Linked DNA regions of Sus scrofa: all the other regions are linked to region 2. The links are chromatin contacts, called in public HiChIP or PLAC-seq maps. All regions are on one chromosome and are shown on one strand. Each heading gives the region's core, a stretch centred on a gene start, on an enhancer-like site or on the middle of the called end of the contact. The rest is flanking DNA. Distances are from core to core; before and after follow the strand shown. Region 1 overlaps ATXN1 (ataxin-1). Region 2 overlaps ATXN1 (ataxin-1). Region 3 overlaps ATXN1 (ataxin-1).

Region 1 (4,192 bases), core at 911-3,410, 400 kb after region 2:
GTTCATCAGGTTAAGACCCCGAGGTAGTCTCTCTGAAGATGCGGGTCCAAGCCCTAACCTCGCTCAGTGAGTTAAGGATCCTGTGTTTCTGCAAGCTGCAGTGTAGGTTGCAGATGCGGCTTGGATCCCGTGTGGCTGTGGCCAGCAGCTGCAGCTCTAATGTGACCCCTAGCCTGGGAACTTCCATATGCCAAAGGTGTCGCCCTGAAAAGAAAAGTCAATCTGCCTTTTTATTTTTTATTTTTATTTTTTTAGTGGTCAGGAAAGGACAGTGTTTGTCCAGAAGAAAATGTTAGGTGGCCAGAGTCACCAGGTCCCCTTACAACTTCTGTGTTTTAAAATGTAGGTTTTGTTGTTATTTAGCTATGGCGAGCGCCGCTGCCATTGAAAAGATCCCCCACTATATACTCAGATCCCAAAAGGAGAGGGTGTGCCCTGGAGAATCGCCAGGGTCAGCTAGGAGGCACAGGGATGGAAGAGAAAACGTGGCCAGAAGCCTTTACTGTGGTTTCAGTGAGAAGGAGCCAGGGAGGCAGGGTAGGTAGATTTAGGATTGGCTAGTTTGAATCATCTCAGCAGGCTCTGGGCTTGGGGCTGGCCCTAGGTGCCTGGTACCTGGCCCTGGAGTGGTCAGGGCAGGAGTGATAGTGACCCTGTGAGCACCCGCTAGAGGAAGTGGCTGGGATGTGGGTGTTTGCTTTGCATACAAAGGACATTCTCCCAGGCAAGTGAGTTGTTGGTTGTCTCTAGGAATTAGCGAACCCAGGGAGGGGCAGTCCCTCCAGAGTCAGCAAGGCTTCAAGATGTCAAAGCATCAGATATAGAGAATAAAAGGCATGGTTGATATCTGGAAAGTCAGGCCTGGGCTTCTGATAAATGGAACCCCAAGGGCCGGTTGCTGCCAAGCTGAGTCACGTTAAAACTGGACTGTGATCAACTCTCTTAATTCCCATGGTTCCTTCAGTCCATTCTTTTCCAGTCTCTTAAATCACTTGAATGCATTTATTCTGCCTGTTTGTATGGAAACAGCAGTTGCATGCCCAGCTTGCTTGGAATCCAACAGAATTGCCCCGCACCCCCACCCCTCACCCCCCAGGGTTGGGAACTTCCTTGGTTGGGGCTGGAGAGCATCACTCCCTCTGGGAACGGTTCTGTCCAGGACTTTGCGTGGTTCCATCCACGCCTTTGTGACAGCGCCTCCTTTAGGTTGAAATGAGCTACAAAATGGTCATGGCATGGTTGGGATTCAAAGCAACTAAAACCAACAGTGAAGACAAACTAGTTAATGGCTTGAATTGTGAGTATACTTTTTAAAAGATCAAGTGAGGTGGGAGAGACTGCTTTTTCAAAACGTTTTCCAGAACTGCTTGTGCACAGTGAATGTCAGGGGGCCTGCGTTGCCAAGAGCTTTTAGCCCCAAAGACTTTTTTTTTTTTTTTTTTTTGATGGTGAGCTGTTACCATAGGCTTTGATAAGGCCCAAGAAAGTATTCTCAACATTCTAATTCTAAAAAAAGAAAAAGAACAAAAATCAGGATATTTGAAAGGGGGCATCATTATTTAGGACCCACTACGCATTTGTAAGTGCTGCTTACTCTCACCTTCCTACATGGATTGGGGTGGCTACTAGTCTTTAACAAAGCTGTGTTTTCGTAGACCCCAGGTAAAGCCTAGAAAATAAATAAGGAAAAGTAAATGTTTTTTCATGGTCCTTTTAATCCTGAAAGCGTCAGTGTGAACAGAGGTAGGCAAGGAAGGAGAAGGGGTTGTTTTGAAAGGCACCAGTCTCCTCTCTGGCACCTCTTTCAACTCTCCGTAAAGAGCAGCTCTGAGCTGGGAGCTTCATCCCCAAAGCCTGGTAGCCTCCGCAGAGCCCCAGATGCCCAATTGACCTGGCAGTTCTTAGAGAGGAAGCATCTCCCTGGGTCGTCCGTGCTCCATACTCTGCAGCGTGAACAGTTAAATGATCAAGCCATTGGCGTCCATGTGTGAAGTGTCCTTTCCTCCCCAGCAAAGATGGACAGGAAGACCCTGGGCAGCTCACAAGGGTGACTTGGGTTTCAAGCAGTCGAAACAGGAGAGCGGGGCTCTGACACAGCCTGTGATCTGTCACTGTACCCAGAAGCCTATCAGAAACAGGCTGACATCATCACAGCGAAAATACTCCACCAGCTGTGTTGGCGGCATGTGACAGGAGCAGAGTCAGTAGAGAATCAGAGAGAGAGGGCGAGGCGGGGAGAGGGAAGGCAAGAGAGCATGAATGTCTGGATTGAATTTACGCTCCGAGGACGGAGGGCTTCCCTCCCTCCTCCGTGTGGCTCTCCGGTTCTCTCCCTTGGCCTGGAGAGGCAGCCCCTGTCTTCTCAGCTGGTTAGAAACCACTAACACGTGCGCCCATGGGGAGGTGTAGAACTCTGCCAAGTGTTCAGCTTAATTAGCAAAATCACAAAGTTGCCTTGGGGAAGTTGAGGAAGGAAAGGGGAGGGGTGGACAGATGGCTTTAGCCCCCCCCAGGCACGAATCCTGCACAGCGGCAGGACCACCGCAGGGAGGCTTGACCTCACACCCTGCCATGGGCATCCTCAGTGAGTGCAGAGTGGCAGGTATGGAGAAGCCAGGATCTTGGGGTCTGGTCAGCCGAGAGATGGGAGGTCTCACCTCTCAGCTCAGGGTTTTCTCGTCTCTAAAATGGGTAAGTGATTCCTTAGAGAAGATCACGTCTGTTTCCGTAACCCTTCCCTTTCCTGCCTTGCAAGCAGCAGCCCTTGTAAGATTTACCAGCGTCCACTAAGCAAAAACCAAAGAGGGGTGAGGGGACACGAAGGAGAACGTCCCCCACGTCATGCTAATAGTGCGCAGACCTAAGGGGAAGGAAAGCCATCCTGTGTAGAGCCAAGGGAGTTTGCCTGTGAAGGATTATTTTTAGGAGCGGACTTCCTAATTGTTATGGAAAGATGCCTCCAGGGCGGTCTTCGGCTGAAGCGCCAGATGAGGCACTGTGGGAGAAAAATGCTTTCACGTATGTGTCACCATCCCTGTGGTTTTGTCCTACCCGTCCTGTCCCTTGTGGCACAAGCAAAGCAGCCTTGCCTCCCCAGCTCCCCACCCAGGTGCTCTTGAAGAACACAAGTGCCGTGTGCACTGCAGAAAGCCTCTTGGTGGCCCCCTGGTGAAAGACCAGTAGCACCACCCCAGCGGGGGGAGAGTCACAGCTTCGGGCATGCGGTCCTCTCTCGGCCCTGGTGTTTCTGGCTGAGAACCCCCGTGGACAGCAGAATGACTTCCCTTGGGCCACACTCCCAAATAGAAACCACTTAATATTCTCCAAGTTCAAGGCCATAAGTCTGTGACGCATCCCAGAAGGACATTGCAGGGGCTAGCATCAATGCGGAAGCCAATGTGATTCAGCAGGAGGATAGAGCATTGTCTGCTTGGGTGGGAAGGAGATGAGGTGGTCGGAAAAGGCAGGACCTGGAGCCAAAAAGACCCAAGGCTGAATCCGTCCTCCAGCACTCCGTAGCATTAGACTGTGCAAATCTTGTACAGATTATTGCACAAACGCTTCCTGGTGCAAATTACGTGTGAACCTTGCATTTGGCTTACATCGTGGTATAGAGAATCAGGCTGTTGTTAGAATGAAAGAAAATGCATTCAAGGGAACCAGCGCGGTACACAGAGCACGTCGTAGGTCCTCACCAATGTGGGTTTCCCTTGCCTGCTTCCACTTGGGTGACTTTGACCCTGAGAAGAGAAAGGTTAGCTTCTGAAAAATGAATAAAAGCCTTAAGGCTCTCAGAAGCTCCCATTGTGGCTCGGTGGTAACGAGCCCGACTAGTACCCATGAGGATGCAGGTTTGATCCCTGGCCTCACTCTGTGGGTTAAGGATCTGGCATTGCCATGAGAGTTGTGTAGGTCATGGACTTGGCTCAGATGCCGTGCTGCTTGTGGCTGTGGTGTAGACCAGCAGCTATAGCTCTGCTTGGACCCCTCACCTGGGAACTTCCATATGCTGCAGGTGCGGCCCCCCACAAAAAAAAAAAAGAAAAAAAAAAAAGGCTTCATGCTCTCAAAAGAGTTTATGGAAGGAGAGACAGTCCAGAAAAGTCTAGAAAGAAGGCTGAACTTTCCCAATGAGCCCTTTTTCCCCTGCCTCTCTTCCTGTGGCCTGTCCCCTGGATGGCCCAGACACGTC
Region 2 (4,006 bases), core at 848-3,347:
AATCCCAAAGAGAAAATCATTTTTGTTCTAGGGCGTTCCACACAGAGCTGCTGCTGCTGCTTTTTTTTTTTTTTTTTTTTTTAAGAATGAATTTTGTAGTCCTCAATTATGCTGTTCGGATTTTAGTTTCATTTAGTCCAGTTTAACAAAATCCTCACGCCAAAGTTCTTTAAGAGATGGTATAATAACGAGTATACTGAGTGCTACTTTTAGAGAATGTTTTTAAATGTTGGCTGAAAGAGTTGTATTTGGAGCAAGGTTTTAAAAACATGTAAATTCTTAAAATTGCAGGAGTGATAAAAAGGTTTAGGTAAATAATCTCTATGGAAATAGTTTTTAGAGCTCTTTTTCTTACTCCATAACTTATATATTTTTGTCTTCATCAGTATAGTAATGTATAGTATAAGCCTTATAAATCTGAACTTTTCATACTCATGTACTATACATATCTGTAACACAGGTTACCGTCTCAAATATACTAAAACAAGTTTAGAACTTTTAAAGACAAAAAAAAAAAAAAAAAACAAGCAGTATATTCTCCTTGACATATTGGAGGTTAGCAGAAATGTTTCATTGATTTTTTTTTATAACTTTTAATGCATCCCATTTGTGGAGTAATGAAAATGTGATGATAATGGCTATGGTGTAAGCAAATTTGTATCCTTAACCTGAAAATGACTTTTCAGAGGTTTCATTGTAGTGGAATCAGAATTTGAGACTTGAGAGGGCAGAGGTTTCCCCTGATTATGGTGTTTAGATTTGGGCTGAGAACTCCTTTTTCTCTACTTAGGTCCTCTTTAACTGACACGGTTTGAACGAGTTGTTTAGCAGAAGTTTTTAGTGCTAATTGTCATAGCTGCTGAGCTGTAAACATTTACGCTTCTAACAGTCAAAGAAATTTTTTTGTGTGTCACTGTGCATGGCACATTGTCCTTTATCACACCCTGAGCTTTGGCCTCCTCTCCCTGAAGTATTTATAGTATCTTCTGTATTTATATTATTTCTATATTTTCTTCTCATTACTGACTTTCACATTAGTATTATTTAGGCCATTTAATCTTCCACTATTAGTAATATTCCACTATTAGTAATATTGTGTTACGTTGCTCTGCTGGGCTTTTAAAATATTAAGTATTCCGTTTCTTTAGTGGATATGTATTGTATAAGTCTGTAAGCGATTTTCTCGTATATTATTGTTGCAACAAATCCACTCTGCTTTGCCTTTATTCTTGCGTTTCTTCTCTGATGGAACACAGCAAGTTGTCTTAACTCTTAATTACTCTAACTAGTGTAGCAACACAAGTGCTTTTGAAATAAGTAGGCATGCCAATGCGAGAGTGAATTAATATTTTACAGCCTTTGCCTCATGTTTGACTGTTCTCTGCACTTGAGCAGAGACTGTAATTTGGACTCTATAAAACCTTATCTGCCAGGTGATATGTAAATAGGATTGTGTGTGCACACGTCGATTTGCAAGCCAGCACTCTCTCAACTGTTAGCTCATAACGCAAGCACTCTGCAAATCCCTGGTCCCCGCACCTTGTTCACAAATGATGATCAAGTATTTTGATGCCTTATTTGAAAACGACGTTACTAGATAACACCAGGATCACCCCACCCCTTAAAACATGTACTGTGTGAGAGTAAACGGAATTCTGTGCGCTTCTATTTAACGTGACCCCTATTTATATTTGTAACTCAACAAACTTCTTAACGGAGGGATAGTGTCTGCTAAGGACTTCAAGGATGTTACAGTCCAGAACAGCTTTCTTCTTCCTTAACGCTTACTGATTACCTGTGGGGAAACCAAGGCCCAGAAACCTTACTTCTGCCTCTAGGTCCCAGGCATGCAGTAGATGCTTAAATAAATACTTGGTGAATGGGTTAGCTTGAAGGAAGCCTATTTTGGCTACTGTTCATTACTTTGAAAAGTGTTGGAAGGCAATCGAAATTATTTTCCTTTCCAGCTGGGCTGTGCTCTTAAAAATAGTGAGTGTGTATGGATGAAAATAATCATGAGATGTGTTGCCATGTACCCAAGGATAATTGGCTCACTTACCTGTTTACAGATTATTCACATTGGAGATCATATTCATAGCTCCAGAATAGTTTCTTTCTGACACCCAATATAATCCTGGGCCTTCTCCTTCCTACTGTTACCTGGCGTGGGCTTAGGAAACCCAAACTAAATTTAAAACCAGCCTAAACAAATATGCAGATCAGCTCCAGTAATCAAAGACTAAAAAATCAGCCCAGCCATGACCAGTTGGGGGAGTCTTTTATAATAACAGTGCTACCGATTCCATGTAATGTGGACAGTTGGGAACCACCAGTATTTTAAAATATTTTTTGAAGAGATAGGGCTGGCACCTATGTGAGCCGTTCAAGTCCTCACCTTCTTCCATTTCTATGCGTAGGTCTTTACCTCACAAAAACTACTACAAGCACCAAGCTCCCTGATGGAAAGGTATATGGAAGCTTGATTCTTTCTCTCTTTCATTCATCCATTCACAGATTCACTCATTCATCATACAGTGGGTAATTTTTCCTTAACCATGAACAGGATGTTGTGGCAGAATGAAAGTCAAGTAGACATACATTCAGTAATTAAATCATTGACAGTTTAGCGGAAAGTCTAGTGAGTCTGTGCATACTTAAAATTTTTTTTTTTTTTCCTGCATTCGATTCTTTTTCTTTCTATCCCATTAGACTGGTGTGCTAATAACTGTGGTGTTTCATGATTCTCCCTCAGGTTGCATGTTGATGGTATAATATATGCCTCATGAAAATTAGACTCTGGCTCAATTACTATTCAATCCATGCCCATTTTCACCTGATTGTCCTGTGATTACTCTGATGTGTTTATGAGGTGATTGGTTAGAATCATTACAGAAAAGCATGACAGTAGCTGGCGCACATGGGGCGACCACGCTCTTAATTTGATTGAAGGAATGACCTTTTTTTGTGTGTGTTGGCCTCCCTCCGAGCCCTATGGAATAGAACCAGACCTGCCTTTTGCGCTGGCTGGTAGCTGTGTGATTCTCAGAACACCATGCAAAACGTGATGTTCTTCAAATTTAGATGTCAGTGCTTGGACGCCTTCAGGTGGAAATGGTTCTTAAGGCCACGTGTTCTGTTTTTCATTTTGGATTTCCTCTTCTGCATCCCCCGGACCCTTGCAGGCCGATCGTGCAGCAGATCGCCAGGGTGTCCCATTCAAGCTGCAGATTTGTCTGTCATCGTCGGACGGCGGCGGCGGCGGTGGCGGCAGCGGTGGCGGTCCCCTCTTCCTCGTCCGCGGCAGGGAAGTGTGTCTCACATCAGGTGAGAGTTTTGCCTTGCTCTCTAGTTTCCATCCGAGGATAAAGCCTGACGTGGGAAGATGTCCTACTGGCCACGTTTGCGCCCTTTGTAGCCGTGGAAGATCTTTGCAGACCGTATGTGTGGGAATTGGAGACATCGCCGAGGTTTTTTTCAAACTCGGATTCGAAGGATCTCTCTTTTTGACTTCTTTGGTTTAGGAAGTGGTCCACGTTTGACTTTGCAGTGGCTGATTGTCGTGTGTTGGGCTCGAGCCCGGCCATATGCTGTGTCCCTTGTACCGAAAGCCGGTGAGAAATGTTTTGCTCCCCAATAGCTCTCTTAAGTCAAGGTTTTCACGTTTTTGGTTCTTGGTGGAGTGTGGCCCGTGTGTGGGGAGACGGGCTTGTTTGTTCAGTAGCAACCAGTGTTTGTTGGATCTTGAATTCCTCTGTGTCTGTTCGGATTTTACAACTTCCTGATTTCTTCGTGCACAGTGCATTTTTTTGACCTGGAGAGTCAGGCAGACACAGGGTATAGGCAGGGTTGATGACTCATGGTTCTGAGTTGCAGAGAAGACGAGGAAACTGCCTAAGTGGAGTCGGGAGAGCATGGAAAAGTTAGTTAGACGTGGGGGCAGCAAGGGCTTGGGAACCCTGGTCTTCGCAACTGAAGGAGATTGTGAAATACCTCCCCTGGTTCTATT
Region 3 (4,151 bases), core at 1,208-3,707, 270 kb after region 2:
TCTGTTCAAGTGCTTCTTCATCTGGGCAAACGAGACCTTGATGCCAGAAACGTCCTTTCATGAGAAATGATGTGGTATGGCCACTGGCCAAGATGTAGACTGGGCGTTTGGAGCGCTTGGGAACCACTTCTCTTTTTGGGTCATTTGATGTACTTATAGGCAAAAGCCAAAGCAAGAATGTGGGCCACTTAAAGGATGCTTTCCCAACCCTGTAAAATACAGTGTTCTCAGCTGAACTTGGGACAGAAACCACCCCTGAAACTAAAAATGCATTTCTCATGTGGTGTATCTTTTGAAGGATTTGCCGTAGAAGAATCAGTGTACACAGAAGAAGGAGGGGCAAAGTGATGGGGCAGGGGTGCTGTCCTGGAAGGGGAGTGTTAAGCCCCTGGAAAGTCTCCCAGACAGAGATCAGATAATTCCCATACTTTAAACACCTTAGAGGTTGATCAGCTCTTCCATCTTCGTTATAAGTAGAAATGAATGTGGCTGTATGTAGCCACATAAATATGACTGGTGTGTGTCTTTTCTCCCCAAGTACATCATATCATAGTATTTACATCATTTTCCTTACTCCTCTTAAAAAATGTTTCCCCTTTGCTTTCCTCTAGAAAAAGTGAGGCACAACCAGGAACGAAATGACATTGTTTTGTCATAAAGCCAAAATAAAATCTGCCGGTTCCCATCAACAAATAAAAATTGTTCTTGGGACTGAATGTAAAAAGACAAAGAGATAATGTCATTCTTGTAATTCTGCACATTTTTCACTTTTGGAAAACAATCATTTTTTTTTTAAGACCAGGACATCCTTTAACCCCTCCCTCCGCGTATATTCCTATTACATTTCTCGTGCCAGCTATAGAATAAATTATGCCAGGTGGACTCTTAGAAGACTCAATCCATCTTCTCTATATCCTGAGGATTATGTTCATCATTTGCAGACCCTTGAATAACAACATTCCGTGATTCAGAGAAGGTCTTTTTCAACAAATACACACTGTGTTTTAGGCGAGGTAGAAAACATAGCTGTTGGAAAACTATGGTGGAGGACGTCAGTCTTTCGATGTCATTTTTCTGTCTGTGCTTACATTCTGAAACGACTTCCTTAAGCAAGAATCCCCCAAAGGGGAACTATTAACGGGATATGAATGGCAGTCTCATTCCGAATCTGTTTATTTCCAAAACTCCATTAAGCACTTGTCAGGCTCTTGGGACTCAGCCATCTTCTTCCACCGCTAAATGTCACTTCTTTTTCGATACCTTTATCATGCACGTCTGGTGACCGTCTCTCTCTCTTCGAGCCATGAGTGTGTAGCCCTGGGATGGACTTGTCCACAGTGCCAGCAGAATTCACTGATCAGGACCCCTGCCCGGGTGCTAGGCTGTGATACCACATGAGCCATCCTTACAGACATCAGGGTACCGTGTTTTGCGTATCTGGAAAGGAAAATGCTCTTGCTAACACTGTTCCCTGAAAATTTCCATTAGGTTGCTCCTCATTTCATTTTTTTTTTCTCCAAGTCTTTGCAGCTTGCATAGAACTAGGAAAAAAATGGTAATTACTCCAGGGCTAAAATCCAAGACTTTGATAGGCAGTCTTCATGTCTGCAGCTCCTGCGAGTTGCTACCCGTTAAAAGTGTTGGGAAACTTTCCCCGCAGAACAAAGAGAACTGGACCCAAAGATTGTTCCCTCTTTCTACCGTGGCAGGCCCTACCTTCCCAGTCTCCTTTGTCTTTTCCTCCTCGTCCTCCAAGGAAAGGGGGTATGAGAGGAGGATGCTGTTGTTGAGAACTGGGACAGCTATTGCCTGTGCAAACAGATTTCTTTTCCCTTCTCTTTGGCAGCGTCAGTTGTTTTACCTGTTTCTGGTTCTCCTCTTTCTGCTTATGAACAGCCTCCCCGCCGCCCGCCCTTTCAAAAGACTAATAAATTAAATAGACAAATGTTAGTTTTTGCATATCTACTAGTTGGTGTCATTTGGAATGGAGTCATTCAGCCTCTGTCTGCAGCGAGTCTCTTGCCGCTTCTCTGTCACCACTGTAGCAAGTGCAAGTGTGGCTTAAAGGATGGTATGTCAAGGTGAGAGCTGTCCACGGGGTACTGTTGGTCTGTCACGCCTTCAGTGCAGCAGATTAGCTGCCAAATGGTATCTTGTTGCTGTCATCGAAGTTTACAGTCCAGGTTCCCAGCTCTGCTGGCGATCTATTTCTGTGCCCCAGCAATGATGCCAGTTGTCCTAGCAACCTGCCGGCTGGCGCTTCCCTAAAGGCAAGCTGGGGAATCGCAGTGGAAGAGGGTGGCCTCTGGAGGGTCAGGAGGGAGTTGGCAGTCACCTTGCTCAAAGAGGATTTTCCATTTCCTTCATTCGGGCAGGTCTCCAGGAGGAGGATGTCACTATCGTAGGGGTGTCACTTACGCGGGCTCGTGGACCACATGGTCTTGCTGGTACACACGGTGTCCTGTGGAGAATAACAGGTTGATGAATGGGTAGCCCAGGCAGTGTGGGGGGAATGCCTGGCCAGGGTCTTAGGGGATCTCAGAATATCAGATGCTGTCCGTTTTCTTGTGAGTTGGGTTAATGTTCCCATGCTTAATCAGCCCCGGTGTTCAGAGTTGGGGATGTGGGTAGATGTTTGGGAGGAATCAGAGGTCAAGGGAGGTTAAAGGGAATAGCCACAATAGTCGATCTTGGCTTCTTTCCTGTTGACAGGTCTGGCCTGAAAGCAGTTCCGTGTAACTGGAGCTCTCTGAATGGGCTCCGTATGCAGCCTTGCAAAGGAACACTCCTCGCCTTGTCCTCTTCTCCTTAATTACTCTCCTCCTCCCTTTATGCCAGATTAAATTGGCACTAAGTGACTTTTTCCCCCTCTTCTGGTTTGCATCCAACAGAACGCAGATGCTTGATATCTTAAAGCCACTAACATAGTTGGCCTTGCCTGGATAACGTCGCAAATGGGCAGTCAGTTGACAATGGATGTCATGGGGATGTTACTCCATAGCCAATTAATCACGGAAGCCCCTAGCCGGTGTCTTTGGCTGGCATTTTCTCCGAGAGAGTGCTTCCATCCCTGTTGGCATGGAGATGTCAGGACGTTGTTTTTTTTTTTTGTTTGTTTTTTTAACAAAGTCAAGGTGGGTCCACGTGCAAAACTTGTTGGGTGTGTGGGGAACCAGGGAATCTGGTGAAAGGGTTTCCCCAGAACATGGGGAGCCCACAAAGGACATGCAGTATTATTAGTACCTTTCATCACGGAAAGAATGCTGGTACTCTCAGAGACCTTTCAGCCCTTACTCCACTGAATGAGCATGCGTAGCCGAGATAACAGCATTATGCCCATGTCTTCTGGATGGCAAAGCCAATTAGGGTTGTAACTGAACATTTCTAGCACACTTTATGTGCTCAACAAATATTAATGCCCCCCTTCACACCTAGAATCAGGATAGGTATTGAAGATCTGGAACTGGAATTAGAAGAAATAGTATTTGGACAAAAAAAGAGTATCCGAGGGAGTCGTTTGTACTTTCAGAGCATTCTGTGTTTCCAAGATGTTTCTTAAGTAAAATAAATCCGTTTTGTTTGACAAGCATGTGGCATGCCTAACAGGTCATTATTTTAAGTCATTAAAATGGTTTAAATGGTAGAAGACATTGTGTGTTCCTAGAACAAGAAATACCTATTAGGTGCCTTTTGATACAGTGGAGAGGCAGAGTTGATTTCTCCCCCCCCCCCAAGGATCATCATGTAACTCTTAATTCAATATTTAATGCTAAATATTCATCATTCTTCATGGTACACAGGCAGTGAAGTCAGTTCTCGCCTATTGATATGAATAATAGATACAGAATGTGAATTACATTAAAGTTGGAAGATTAAAATCCTTCTCTGGTTGGTTGCTTTTCAAAAAGAGATTCAGTAAAGCAGATGATAGCCCAATTAGGTCTCATGAGTGTCATGCTTCATGCTTTTTTCCCCCCACGACCTATCTAGATATACAGTAATTGGAAGAACATCTAGAATAGAAAGGAACTGTTATCTCTCTCTCTCTCTCTCTTGAATTTGCTCTTGTCAGTCACGGGGGTAGGTGTGAATCGAGCTATTTATAACTAAGGAGAAGATGAGGTTGCCTTGGGCTTGGTCCAGGAGCAGAC

The links. HiChIP or PLAC-seq counts read pairs in DNA pulled down with a chosen protein or histone mark.
Region 1: a contact with region 2 is called in an H3K27ac HiChIP or PLAC-seq map of skeletal muscle. The contact joins two enhancer-like sites. A contact is called at or near these places in 4 of 5 promoter capture datasets (fetal liver, fetal skeletal muscle and liver), 14 of 47 Hi-C or Micro-C datasets (brain, embryonic fibroblasts, epiblast stem cells and 8 more) and 2 of 2 datasets of contacts at active chromatin or transcription factors (alveolar macrophages and skeletal muscle).
Region 3: a contact with region 2 is called in an H3K27ac HiChIP or PLAC-seq map of skeletal muscle, with 5 times the contacts expected there. The contact joins two enhancer-like sites. A contact is called at or near these places in 1 of 5 promoter capture datasets (fetal skeletal muscle), 5 of 47 Hi-C or Micro-C datasets (embryonic fibroblasts, heart right ventricle, psoas muscle and 1 more) and 2 of 2 datasets of contacts at active chromatin or transcription factors (alveolar macrophages and skeletal muscle).

The regions. Positions count from the first base shown.
Region 1 is chr7:12,316,324-12,320,515 of Sscrofa11.1, reverse strand. The region is part of intron 7 of ATXN1 (ataxin-1); the gene reads left to right. Among named protein-coding and RNA genes, the nearest start is that of GMPR, 64 kb to the right of the region's middle. Within about 2 kb of position 2,160, at least 21 of the 83 cell types and tissues checked have an H3K27ac peak or open chromatin away from gene starts, as enhancers often do. A contact at or near this core is called in skeletal muscle, where this site is marked.
Region 2 is chr7:12,713,047-12,717,052 of Sscrofa11.1, reverse strand. ATXN1 (ataxin-1) reads left to right here. Exons shown (of 8, transcript XM_021099774.1): 2 at 3,183-3,324. Among named protein-coding and RNA genes, the nearest start is that of ATXN1, 16 kb to the left of the region's middle. Within about 2 kb of position 2,097, at least 29 of the 83 cell types and tissues checked have an H3K27ac peak or open chromatin away from gene starts, as enhancers often do. A contact at or near this core is called in skeletal muscle, where this site is marked.
Region 3 is chr7:12,447,382-12,451,532 of Sscrofa11.1, reverse strand. The region is part of intron 6 of ATXN1 (ataxin-1); the gene reads left to right. Among named protein-coding and RNA genes, the nearest start is that of GMPR, 200 kb to the right of the region's middle. Within about 2 kb of position 2,457, at least 5 of the 83 cell types and tissues checked have an H3K27ac peak or open chromatin away from gene starts, as enhancers often do. A contact at or near this core is called in skeletal muscle, where this site is marked.